Linked DNA regions of Mus musculus: all the other regions are linked to region 2. The links are chromatin contacts, called in public HiChIP or PLAC-seq and Micro-C maps. All regions are on one chromosome and are shown on one strand. Each heading gives the region's core, a stretch centred on a gene start, on an enhancer-like site or on the middle of the called end of the contact. The rest is flanking DNA. Distances are from core to core; before and after follow the strand shown. Region 1 holds the start of Lonrf3 (LON peptidase N-terminal domain and ring finger 3). Region 2 holds the start of Dock11 (dedicator of cytokinesis 11). Region 3 holds the start of Zcchc12 (zinc finger, CCHC domain containing 12). Region 4 has its middle 13 kb from the start of Gm6268.

Region 1 (2,955 bases), core at 416-2,915, 440 kb before region 2:
TGACCTAATTCCAGGCGGGACCCACCCCACAGGGAGCCTCGGCCCCGGAAGGGACAACTCCCAGAGGCGGGAGCCACGGACTCAGGCGCCCGCAAGCCACCTCCGGTTGGTAAAAGCCAGGAGGACCGCGCGGGAGTTTGGAAAATAGTGCCAAGTTCTTCTGCTGATAGGGGAGGTACCGGCAGGTGTAAGAGCGAGCTCCAAAGTGTCCAGGAAAGACCGTGAACTAGAGACAGTGACACTGAGCAAGACCGAAACAGCGACAAAACTGAGAAAAAAAATGCGCAAAAAAGAGACGAACGGGATAAACTAAGAAACTGGAACCAGGAGGTATAGGAGCAGGAAAGCAAGCAGGAGAGAGGGAAAGAGCACGAGAAAAGAAAAAAAAAGCTATAGGACCAATCAGAAGACTGAGACACAGCTTTTAAAAAAAAGCTAAAGTAGGGAAGACAAACTCCTTGCAATGCCCCCTCCCTCCTCCTCGTGGGCCACGGGCTCTTCCCTCGCCACCCCACCCCCCAGCCCGCGCGCGCGCGCGCGCGCGCGAAACCAAATCAGTCCGGTCCGTCCCCCCGCCCCCGCCTCCCAGCAGGGATCGCTCCCCCGCCCCCCTCGCGTGGCGAGCAAGCCCGCACGGCCCCTGTGGCGGCGCATGGGGGGTGGGGGGGACTCACCTAGACGAACAGCCTCGTTGTACTTGAGCAGAGCTGCCTCCACCTGGTGCTCGCGGAACAGCCGGTTGCCCTCGTGCCGGAGTTGCGACGCCCGCGCGGGGCCCGGGAACAACTTGCCCAGGAGGCCGCTGAGTACCACGTTAACTCGCAGTTGCAGGGGCGCCGGCTGCCCCGCGCGCCGCGGCCCGCGTGCCCTCCCACTGGCCGCCATCAGAGCGGAGAGCTTGACCCCGCACAGAGCGCAGCGCCGATCGGCGGCTCGCCCGCGCTCCAGGCACAGTTTACAAAAGGTGTGGCCGCACCACAGGGACACCGGGTCTGAGAGAAACCCGTGACACTTCTTGCACTTAAAGCCATCCCATACCTCGGGGGCCACGGCCGCGGCCTCCCCTGCCTCTTTCAGCGCCGCGGCGCAGCAGCTCGAAGTGCCGCTCGAGTCGGAGGCCAGCTCCTCTTGCGGGACACTGTCGGCCAAGCAGCGCACTAGCTGCTCCAGCTGCTCCGCTACGAGCTGCTGCCTCTCGGAGAGCTGTCGGTACACCTCGAGGGCTTCCCGAAGGTGCCCCTCAGATGCCAAGGCATCCGCCTGCGTGAGCAGGACTTTGCACTCCAGCGGTGTCGGGACCGCCAGAGGCAGGCTTTGCTCGGGCTCTTGAGCCCCGAGAGCTTGGGAGCCCTCGGGTGTCACCTCCTCCGGGTGGGCGGCTGACTGCCCTGCGGCCGCTGATGTCCCCGGCTCCTCCGGCTCCGCCAGCTCCAAGTTGTTGCTGCCGAGCTCGGCGGACAAGCTCACCATCTGTGCGGTCTGAAGGGAATCCATTGAGAGAAGGAACTGCGGAGGTTGGAGTGAGGAGAGGCGTCTAGGAACAGGGAACTAGCAGGAAAGAGCGGCGGCTGGGAGCGGGCTGCGCGAGCGAGAAGGCGGGATCGCCGCGCGCGCGAGTCTGCCTCGCCTCCCGAGCTCCATGCCGGCTGCCCCGCGCTGCCTAATAACTGTCTTGTCTCAGCGAAGCGTTATATAAAACGCAACCACGTGACTCCTACCACGCTGCTCATTGGCCGGCAGCGGGGAAATTGTTACAAAACCAGACAGTTTTGTAACAGCTTTGCGCTTGCTTCTTTTGGCTTGGCTTTTCTTGGCTTGTTTTTTGAGGTTGTTTGCATTTACTCTTTCTTTCTCACTTGTGATTTTGGGTCCTTTCTGGACTGGGGAGAGGTACACAACCTCTTCTTCCACGCTTTTCCAGCTCTAAACTCTTTGCCATCCCACCTCAAAAGTAGTCTGCAAACAGGTCCGCTCTGCCAGCCGCTTGTTGGAGTCCCCCCGCCCGAGAGAGGCCGGTCCCTATCGGCTCCAGTCACAGAAGTTGCTGGAATGCCAGGCTCCCCTCCAGGGGGCGATGGCTGATGTCTGCAAAGGCACCTAGGGACACCCAAGAAGTCCTCATTTGTTCCCTAGAAGAGCGTTAAGTGCCCCTGCTGAAGCTCCTGGGTTTCCTGAGGGATTCCCCCAAAAGAGACTTAGTGCAGTTTTAGGAGAGTTCTTTGTTTCTTACCAAGACAGCGAATCATGAGCAAATGGTCCAGCGGATAAAACAAGTTAGGCAGTCCGTGCTGGGCAGCAAGGGAAGAACGCACATCTTATAATCCTATATTAGATTGCTCATTGGGACCCCAGGGAGGCGCCCTCCGGTTCTCCTCCTCTTCCCTCCCACCCCCAACTCAGGGACCAGTGCTGGAGCGGGCACCCCCCTGGAGATTCACTGGCTCCAGGACCCAGAGACCAGATGGGCACCACCTTGAGAGCTGAGTTTGCTGAGTTCGCTGTAAACTCGGGGGGGGGGGCGGGGGGGGAGCGTGAGGGAAGCAGAGGGAAGATACAAGCCCAAGACAGCAAATCCAGAAAAAAAAATCAGAGAATTCAGTCACAGCCCAGCTGCTAAACAGCCTCCAGGTTCACAGAAGCTGACTTCTGGCAGGCCGTGCCTAACCTTAGGGTTTGTGCCCTTGCGCTAGGTTGAACACAAGTTGTAGTGCCTGGCTTGGGCTGAGGAGTGGGGCGGGAAATTCCCAACCAGGCACCCCTTAAAAAAATGCCAGACTGCTCACAAACTACACAAGGATTTGTTTACTGCTGGCCTTTGCATTTCAGACAAGAGCCATGAACAAAATGAACCGGCAGGGTTCTGGAGTACCCCACTTCAGGATAGACTGCTTCAAGAAGGAAGGCTGAGTTCAGTCAGGCTTGCTCTCAATTGTCTTCCTCCTCCCTCCCGCGCCT
Region 2 (2,762 bases), core at 3-2,502:
AGGTTTGGTCCCTAGTCCAAAAAATTGGCAATGGGAGCCTTTAAAAGCAAAGGAGCAAGTGCCCCTTACCATCCAAGGCTTCCCTCCAGATTTAGACCATCTGAACAGGACTGATGAGGGTGCGCTGGCGTGCGGGGGAGGGGTGGTTCCCCGAGGGGGGTGTCAGAACACTCTCCAATCCCCATCCCCCAGCTCTACCCGCCGCCAAGACATCCCCAATAGTCTACGTAGGCGTCTGGTTCTAGGGTCTTCATCCTTACACAGCAACATCCAGTCCTTCCCACATCCTCTTGCCTCCAATCGCTCACAAGTCTTAAGAACCATCCTCTCCCAGAGGATACAGACTCAAAACCCACTCAGGCGCAGACCCACCCCCGTTGTTTCCAATCCTCTCCCTCTGTCTTAGTTGGCAGTACCCCTCAACACCCATCACCACCCTCCCTCTCCCCAGTAGCAGGAGGAAGTCGCTATGCTTCCTCTGTCCACATCGCCCGCCAGAGCTTGGGCGCCCTGGGCTTTTGGGTGGGGTTTTTTGTGTGTGTAAGTGAGTGTGTGTGTGTGCGCGCGTGTACCCGATGTGTATCCGCACTCAAGTATATCTGTGCTCATCGCATCCTTCCGCCTAGGCTGCCCCAGGTGCCCTCTTAAAGGGATCCGGATCTCCTCGTGCCCTAATCTCCAGCTCTTTGTGCGGGGGTCCGGGGGAGCGGGAGGTGCGATCTGAAGCTTTCAGCCGCCCCCGCTGGGGTGGAGACCCACTCTCCGGCCGCAGCTCTGTGAAACCCGCTGTGCCATTCAGCTTCCAGCCCAGCGCAAGCTGGTGGGGTAGCCAGAGCGCTGTCCCGTGGCGCCTGAGACTCCCACCCCCAGGCAGCCGGTTGCCAGAGCGAAAACTTAAGTAGAACAGAGGAAAAAGAGAGCTCCTAGCGCTCGACCGCAGCTGCGCCCATCCTGCCCGTGGTCTCCAGCGCGCGCGCGGGAAGCCACCGCGCTGCTCCCGGTGTGAGCGAACCCCCCCCCCCCCGGGACTCCCCGTCGCTCGACCACTCACCAGCACCACGGAGCCCCGCACGGCCTCCGACACGCTCTGGCGGAGCTCGGCTGCCGTGCCTGGCTTGCTCAGCCGCTTGGTGAATTTGCGCACTTCGGCCATGGCAGAGGTGGCGGGCAGGTCTCGGCGGGAGCGCTCAGTGCCCCGGGCCCGGGCGGCCGCTGCTGCTGCTGCTGCCTGTGTTTACACGCCGACGGGCCGGCCACATCTCAGCTCGCCGCCCCGCGCCCAGCTCCCGCGGCTCCTCCTCCCGCGCGCCGCTCCTCCCTCTTTCCCTCCTTTTTGCTCTAGCTTTTGCAGGCTCTGGGTCCTGCCGGGCGGCGGCGGCTGCTCCCTCTCACCAAGGGCCCCGACCTGAGTGGCCTAAGAAGGAGGGTGTGTCTCCTGGAGGGGGAGGGAGTGCTGGAGGTGGGGGCGAGGGTCACGCGGGAAGAGGGGGAAGTGGCAAGCACCCGGGCTCCGCCCGCAGCTGATGTTGCTGGTGCAGCCGCATCCGGGAGGCGAGATGAGGCTGCTTCTTTTTCCGAGTGTATGGCGCGGGAGGGGGTCAGAGGTGGGTGATGAAATGTCTCCAAGACTAGGGTGTGCTGGGGCCTCCAGAGACCTCTGCCTCCCTTAAGACTTCAGGAGCAGTGAGGCGGTGGGAAAAATCTCACTTGCCCCCAACCTGCAAGCCCCTGGGTCCCAGGCGGCTAGAGGCTGGGAAACAACATGGAAGCAGCATGCTCCTATTGTGTACTCAGCCTGGTTGGGTCTGCCCTATGTCAAAGGAAGGAAGAGCGGGTTTGCTGCAGGAAAGACTTGTCTGGGTCTGTACCCAACCCCCTTCATTTCCCCACCCAGGCATCCACTTCATAGGGCAACCAGGGGACAGGCTTCTAGAAGTGAGTCTTACCCAGGCAGGGATAGCTGGGTGGTGAGAGACCCCAGAGCCTTTGATGAATTGTGTGGTTCTGCAGTGATTCCAGAAGGAGTGGCCCTAGTGCTCACTGGGAAGGCTTTTGGAGGACCTATCAATCCTCTAGCTTTTACCTGTGCTCTGCAACCATCTCACCCTTTCCTTAATTTCCCCAGAACATCTGACTAGGTGTAAAGCATGCATGCTTAGACACAAACAAGGCCTTAATTCTGAAATGAAAGGCCCCACTTCATTTTTTTTTGTTTTGTTTTAAGTTTGAAATGGCCCATCACCAGGGGTCTAATCCTTTTTGAGGATTTCTACCGGTGCCCAAATGGCACTTTCCACACTTCTCAGGCCTTCAAAGAGCACACAGTCACACACCTACACAAGGACTTTGTTATGGAAACAAGAGCATGGGAATGGACTCCAGGAACCCAGAAAAGACCAAGTCTCCTAGCAGCAAGCCCATTTGGCCACCTTCTCATTGATCCTGATAAGGCACAGATGGAGGGTTCCTCCAGGACCTGGGACATGGAAGGGCTCTAAGGGACAGGCATTATCCTGCATGTTGACCTCACTCTGTGTGTGTGTGTGTGTGTGTGTGTGTGTGTGTGTGTGTGTGTTGGGGGTCGGGGTGGAAACTGTTACCTGCAGGTGGATCAGCACAAATTCATGCTATGTGTTCAATGAATGGTGAATATTTGTGTGTCTGGCTCCTAGTTGTTGACCTCCAGAATACTCTAGCATGTTTTCCCTTGCTAACTCCAGATTCACTGCTTCAGGTACAAGGCAGAGGCACAGGGCTTAGGA
Region 3 (2,953 bases), core at 348-2,847, 310 kb before region 2:
ATGAGCCCAAGGTGGCAGGGGTGAGTTCTGCCCCCGGCTGCTACCCAAACGTGAAAGGATGCTAGCCATGTCTGACAGCAGTGATAGGATATCTTAATACACGAAGTTCAAGGCGTTTTAGAAACAAAACAAAAACGCTTTATCTTCAGCAGTGCAGCAGTCTCCAATCTCAGTAGGGGGCTGCAAAAAAGCAAAAGGGAGAGGAGAATTTAATAAGGGAGCAGGCTCCAGCTGTAATTACTGTGCCTCAATACCCCATATATTTGTCCACTGTCCTAAAATACGGGCTAGGAGAGCAGTTGCAGCCTCCTGGAGCTAGCTGATGTCTCAATACTAACAGTGTTTTTTATAGCCACGTCATCCATACCCTCCCGCCAGTCCTGTGAGAGGGAGGGCAACTGTTGCTTCCATTCTGGATTTTACTTGTGGAAATGCACAATGGTCACAAATTCGCAGGGGTTAAAAAGAGACGTCATTAACTTCATGATCTCTGGTCTTAACTGCAAGCCCCTCTCAAAACTCCCTGGACCACCCACTTCCCCCCACCCCACCCCCATACCACCCCCCCCCCTCTGTGATTTATCAGATTCTTACATCAGCTGGGAAACTGGAGTATTTCCAGCTTCTGCAACCTGTGTCCTCCCTCCCGTGAGAAAGCCTGCCTCCAGGGTCCAGTTGATGGACCTCGATCGACTGGGGGTCTCAGATCCTGATGCTCAAGACTGCGCCACATTGGAGGAGGCAAAAGAAAGGTCAGAAAAATACTCCGTCGTCATCCTTCTCCTGTTCCTCCCTCCCCCTCCCTCTTTCTCCCGCCCATTTCTGCTGTCATTAGGTAGAAAATTCCCTCTCCCACCTTCTGAATACAATACAAAACGATCCCCTACCCCCCAAAACCCCACATATTTGCATCCCTAGATACCATTATCCTACCCAGCTCTACAACCAGCTGCACCAAATTCAAGTTCAGATTCCGCTTTGATGGGCTGCTACTGTAAAACAGAATAAGAGTTGGACACACCCACCCCCACAGTACCCAGAGAAATTAGAGGAGATACATAGGGGGTTTAAGGCAAACAAAATTGCTTCTCCGTCATCCTCCAGTTGGCCTCTTCCCCTACCCCCTCCCTGGCCAGGCAAATCCTACCAAGTGGCATCTTCCAGGTGACTCCCAGTGAGGTCATGCTAACGCACCTTACCTCCCCCAGCGTCGCAATTGCAGATTCTCCAAGGCAGGAGCGGCCTATGCCCGAGGGCTTCTCTGCCCCCCACCCCGCGCGCCCCATTCCTTTTCCACACCAAGGAATCACCCATCCCATCCCCCCCCCCCCCGTTTTAAAACCTGTGATCCACTGGTAGCCAGAGGCTGCTGTGGTGTCTTCAGCTATGGATTCTGCCTGTGAGTCCCGGGGAGAAAAGTGCTGGCACCTCCGGAGCCGCTAGGCGACTCGAAGCTACCAGAAAGAGCTGCTTCACCCAGCTACTTACCCACAGGTAACCGGATTCGAATAGCGCAGTTTCCAAGGCAGCTGCAAAGCTTTTATCAGCAGCCTACTGACACAAAAGAGTGTGACGAGCTGGCCAGCGGAGCCAATCAGTGGAGTGCGGGGGCGGCTTCTAGCGGCCCAAAGCCCAAGGGTTCGGGTGGGGGAAAGCAGGGAGGGAAGGAGGGGGGCGGAAGCGGGAGGAGGGTATGCAACAGGCTCAGGTAGCCAGTGGTGCTGGGCGAGTTTAGGGAGCTAAACTACATTGCACCCCTGCGATTGTGACTCTTTCCCTCCACTCTTCCCTTCTGCTTTTGTGTTCTCTCTTGGCCCAAAATTGTGTCTCGAGGCCAGATGTGTATGTATGGCAAAGTGGGACCCAAATCAGGTAAAACAGTAAAAGCGGGGAGATATTAAGCTCCTTAGCTGGCTGTTGGGGTGTTGTGCTGGGTGGTGTAATCCAGCTTCTTGGAAGGTTGAGGTGAATGGGTCAGTAATTCAAGGCCGGTCTGTTTAATAAGCTATTTTGATGCCACTATTGGTGGCTCATGCCTGTAATCATTGCACTTGGGAGGGGTGGTTGAGAGAATCAGGAATTCAGGGCCAGCTTTAACTAGAAAGGGAGTTCAAGAGCAGCCTGCCATTCTGCTGTGCCTCTCTCTCTCTCTCTCTCTCTCTCTCTCTCTCTCTCTCTCTCTCTCTCTCTCTCTCTCGGAATGCAGGTATGAATACAGGGGATCCTGGTTTACCTAGGGGCTCAGGGCACAGTCTTTTATATTTTTAACCCATGGTGTGGTTAATTCTACATTGTGCATAATCAGAAGGGCCCAATTCGCCTTAAGGCCACATGGTTAGGAATTAGATATCATTTTTATTTTAGTTTTGTTTGTTTGTTGTTATTGATGTTTTGAGACAGAGTCTCACACTATATCCCAGGCTAGTTTGAAATCCCAATGTAGCCCAGGCTGACCTAGACCTGGTGATAATCCTCCTGCTGTTGCTATTACAGCCTCCCAACTGTTGCTATTACAGGCACGAGCCACCATGCCCAGCTTAAACACTGTTGAATGGTACAAAGAATATTAATTTCTTTGGTCTTTATTATAAAGATCCTTTAAGGTTTGCTTACTGTTTCTGTGGATGAGCAACCTGCTGGGAGTTGGCCATTAGTTCCCTAGGATGACGGCTGGCACATCCTTCTCTTATAGCTGTCTGCCTTGAAGTGGGAGCTGTCAGCCAACTGGGCCCTTTGACAACTGCCAGACTACACTCAAGGCAGACAATCTACTTTGAACAGCTGTGTCCCTCTAAGGAAACCCCCTGCAGCTGCAAGAGACCCTGCAACCACAGGTAATTTGAGGGGAGTCACCACTCCTGCTTCTTGGGGGGGGGGGTGCTTGCTGCTCTTTAATCACAACTTCTCCAACTGAAAGACTCCATTGCTCCCCTTGGCAAAAATACTTCCCCCT
Region 4 (2,703 bases), core at 132-2,631, 500 kb before region 2:
ATTGCCACATCATAGCACTGACCTTCTGGGAGTCAAACGAGGGTGCACATACATTGTCATAGACAGGTAACTGAACATGTGTTTGGGAGCGGGCTAAAAGCAGTGCTCTTCCATGGCTTCTGCTTCAGTTCCTGTCTCCAGGTTCCACTATGGCTTCCCTTGATGATGGGCTGTAATTTTGAAGCTGGAATGGACCCTCTCCCCAAGTGACTTTTGGCTATGGTGTTTATCACAGCAACAGGCTAGGCTGTTAGCTCAGAAATGTGTCATGGGCTGGGTAGATGGAGACACATCAGTTTGGTGAGGATAAGAGAACACAGGCTTGGAGATAGGCATGCCTACGTGGTGAGAACAACCAAGAGTCCACTCAAACAGCACACCTAAGAAAGCTCCCTGCAAAAAAACTTTCTTGGGAAAGGGTGATCTGAATAAGAAAAAAGCATTTTTTTTTCCATTCAGGAGTGGAAGTAGAGCTATCAGCTAGGCCCTGAGGTTGCTAGGAGCTGCTCTGGCAATGGTTGCGACACTAAAGTAGGTCTTGGTGTTCTGCTGAACATAATAACACAGGACGCCAGCATCAGACAAGGCAGCTCTGTGACTATGATGGATCCAGACAAAAGCAAGAGCACTCTATAATGTCTGAATTCAGACAGACTATGAATACTGCCCAAGCCACTGCAGTGACAAAACACCCCTCTCCCAGATCCTGTGTGCCTGCTGCTGCTTGCCCCATAGACCTTTAGCTCTGGTCTAGTCTGCCCTCTTACTGAATAAGATTTTATCAAGATCCTCTTGTTACAGAACGTGTGTGCCTTCTGACACGCCCAATCTAGAGCAAACCACAACTCACTTCCTCCAAACCACCCAACCAAAGTCCAAATCCCATAATATCCTGGGGTTGAGCTGCTTCAGTTAGTGCTCTATGGTCTCCCTCAGTGCAATAAGCAGGAAACTCATTTTGATGGAATGTGTGTGTGTGTGTGTGTGTGTGTGTGTGTGTGTTGACAGTGTCACCAAATGATTAAGACAATCACCAAATGCAGAGACAATCTTCTTGTACAGATTCATTTGAAAAATTCCGGAAGCAATAGCATCTGAAATGACAGAGACAATAATCATAAGGAACTGTAGGGACAGAAGAGGGACTTCTTTGCACAAGCCTTTTTTTTTTTTAACAGCTATTGTCTGTTAGGAACTGGGAGTGAAACGACAGACAGGCACAGAGACAGAGAGTCCCTGACTCTCCTGAGAGGTTGTCTAGCCTGGGAGTTGAGAACACAGCTTGTAGAGCCAGCTGCCTGGGTTCTTATTCCAGCTCTGCCACTCACCAGCTGGCAACAAAACACAATCCCACAATCCACTGTGCATAGTAATTTCCTATTTTCCTGGTCACCCTCCAGTGAGGGAGGTGACTCAGCTATCCTCACTGCTTTTCCCACACCAACACTTGGGCCTCGTCTTTCTACCTCCCAACAGACATTCGCCCAAGACTGAGTTTTCTCTGTGATTATGGCAAAGGGCCCAAGGGAAAAAGGTCCAGATTTTAGTCTGGTTAAATACAAAGCTCAGCGTAATTTACTTATGGTCTTAGTGCCTGCAGAAAAATTACAGCTGACGTTCATGAAAGGAACTCCCTTCTGGGTGATTATTGCTTTTTTTCTTCCTTTATGATTAACACTTATTTATTTGTGTAAATGTCTGTGGGTATGTGTTATAATGCATGTGTTGAGATCATAGGACAATCTGCAGAGTTGGGTCTCTCCTTCTGCAGTATGCGTGCTAGGGACCAAGCTTGTCGTTAGTGTTGGCAGCAATTCCTTGTACCCACTTCGCTGTTTTGCCACCCCTCACTTCTGAATGTTTCTTAAAAGCTTAATAAGGACATGGATTTTATGACATGCTCCCTTGGCCCATTCTCAGTTGTATTTTGAAAATTTCATATGAGTACAGATAGCCTTATTATCAAGAAGTGAACGGCCTGTTTGAGAGACAGAAGATCACTAACAAATGGAGCAAGAACACAGCTGAGAGGAATGTGTGATAAACTCCATGGCCCTTCTTTCCCAGACCCCCTCACAGTCCCTCCCCTTTTCCTCTGAGCAGGTGGGGGCCCCCGGGTATCCCCCCACCCTGGCATATCAAGTCTCCGTGGAGCTAGGTGCATTCTCACCCACTGAGGCCAGACAAGGAAACCCAGTTGGGAAAATGGATTTTGAAAGGCCACCTGCAATTCTTGATTCACCAGGCCTTCTCACGGAGAGTTCTGTGTTGATCAGGCGACACCAGGGAAGCTTTGTGCAGAAAGAGGGGCAGAATAAAATAAAATTTAGGTCAAAGCTGTTTCCTCTGCCCTAACGGCATTTCAGAGCATAACTTCTCTTTCATATGAAATGATTAGGATTGTTAAATAATTTTCAGACCACGAGAGCCACTCAAGTGTGTTTCCCAAAAGCGGTGCTTGAAATGGACGCATTTTTACTGCAATCTCAGCTTCCCTGTAAAAATACTGCCAAGCAGTCAATGGCAGGGACTTCAGATATACGTTTTCCTATGCCAAGAAACAGATAACCAAGAAACAGAACCAGTCACAAGTGGATGAAGACCTGCTAGCTCTGATTTGAGGAGTATGCGGGCATCATTCCTATGTTTCTCCCATTCCCAAACTCCCATTGTACTCTGAACTTCTATGAGACCAAAGGTTTC

Evidence for each region. A called contact is a pair of places that touch in the nucleus more often than the background predicts. HiChIP or PLAC-seq counts read pairs in DNA pulled down with a chosen protein or histone mark.
Region 1: a Micro-C map of embryonic stem cells shows a contact between it and region 2, with 3 times the contacts expected there. The contact joins the promoter of Lonrf3 here to the promoter of Dock11 in region 2. A contact is called at or near these places in 4 of 39 promoter capture datasets (cranial neural crest, embryonic stem cells and stem cell-derived epiblast-like cells), 2 of 484 Hi-C or Micro-C datasets (both in embryonic stem cells) and 2 of 115 datasets of contacts at active chromatin or transcription factors (embryonic stem cells and pancreatic cancer cells).
Region 3: an H3K27ac HiChIP or PLAC-seq map of embryonic stem cells shows a contact between it and region 2, with 7 times the contacts expected there. The contact joins the promoter of Zcchc12 here to the promoter of Dock11 in region 2. A contact is called at or near these places in 7 of 39 promoter capture datasets (3T3-L1-derived adipocytes, the C10 cell line, cranial neural crest and 4 more), 1 of 15 datasets of contacts at CTCF or cohesin (the NIH/3T3 cell line), 4 of 484 Hi-C or Micro-C datasets (cortical neurons, embryonic stem cells and uterus), 4 of 115 datasets of contacts at active chromatin or transcription factors (acute myeloid leukemia, embryonic stem cells, forebrain and 1 more) and 1 of 9 other capture datasets (adipose tissue).
Region 4: an HNF4G HiChIP or PLAC-seq map of pancreatic cancer cells shows a contact between it and region 2. The contact joins the enhancer-like site here to the promoter of Dock11 in region 2. A contact is called at or near these places in 10 of 39 promoter capture datasets (the 3T3-L1 cell line, 3T3-L1-derived adipocytes, cranial neural crest and 4 more), 1 of 115 datasets of contacts at active chromatin or transcription factors (pancreatic cancer cells) and 1 of 9 other capture datasets (macrophages).

The regions. Positions count from the first base shown.
Region 1 is chrX:36,327,119-36,330,073 of GRCm38.p6, reverse strand. Lonrf3 (LON peptidase N-terminal domain and ring finger 3) reads right to left here and starts at 1,665. Exons shown (of 11, transcript NM_028894.1): 1 at 675-1,665. The coding sequence starts at 1,494.
Region 2 is chrX:35,887,322-35,890,083 of GRCm38.p6, reverse strand. It overlaps Dock11 (dedicator of cytokinesis 11), which reads right to left and starts at 1,252. Exons shown (of 53, transcript NM_001009947.3): 1 at 1,052-1,252. The coding sequence starts at 1,153.
Region 3 is chrX:36,194,548-36,197,500 of GRCm38.p6, reverse strand. Zcchc12 (zinc finger, CCHC domain containing 12) reads right to left here and starts at 1,597. Exons shown (of 4, transcript NM_001358476.1): 1 at 1,489-1,597; 2 at 934-992; 3 at 595-722; 4 at 1-180. The coding sequence starts at 69. Gm42406 (a long non-coding RNA gene) reads left to right here and starts at 1,213. Exons shown (of 4, transcript XR_882283.2): 1 at 1,213-1,494; 2 at 2,693-2,834.
Region 4 is chrX:36,388,824-36,391,526 of GRCm38.p6, reverse strand. No RefSeq gene overlaps it. Among named protein-coding and RNA genes, the nearest start is that of Gm6268, 13 kb to the left of the region's middle. Within about 2 kb of position 1,381, at least 34 of the 459 cell types and tissues checked have an H3K27ac peak or open chromatin away from gene starts, as enhancers often do. A contact at or near this core is called in pancreatic cancer cells, where this site is marked.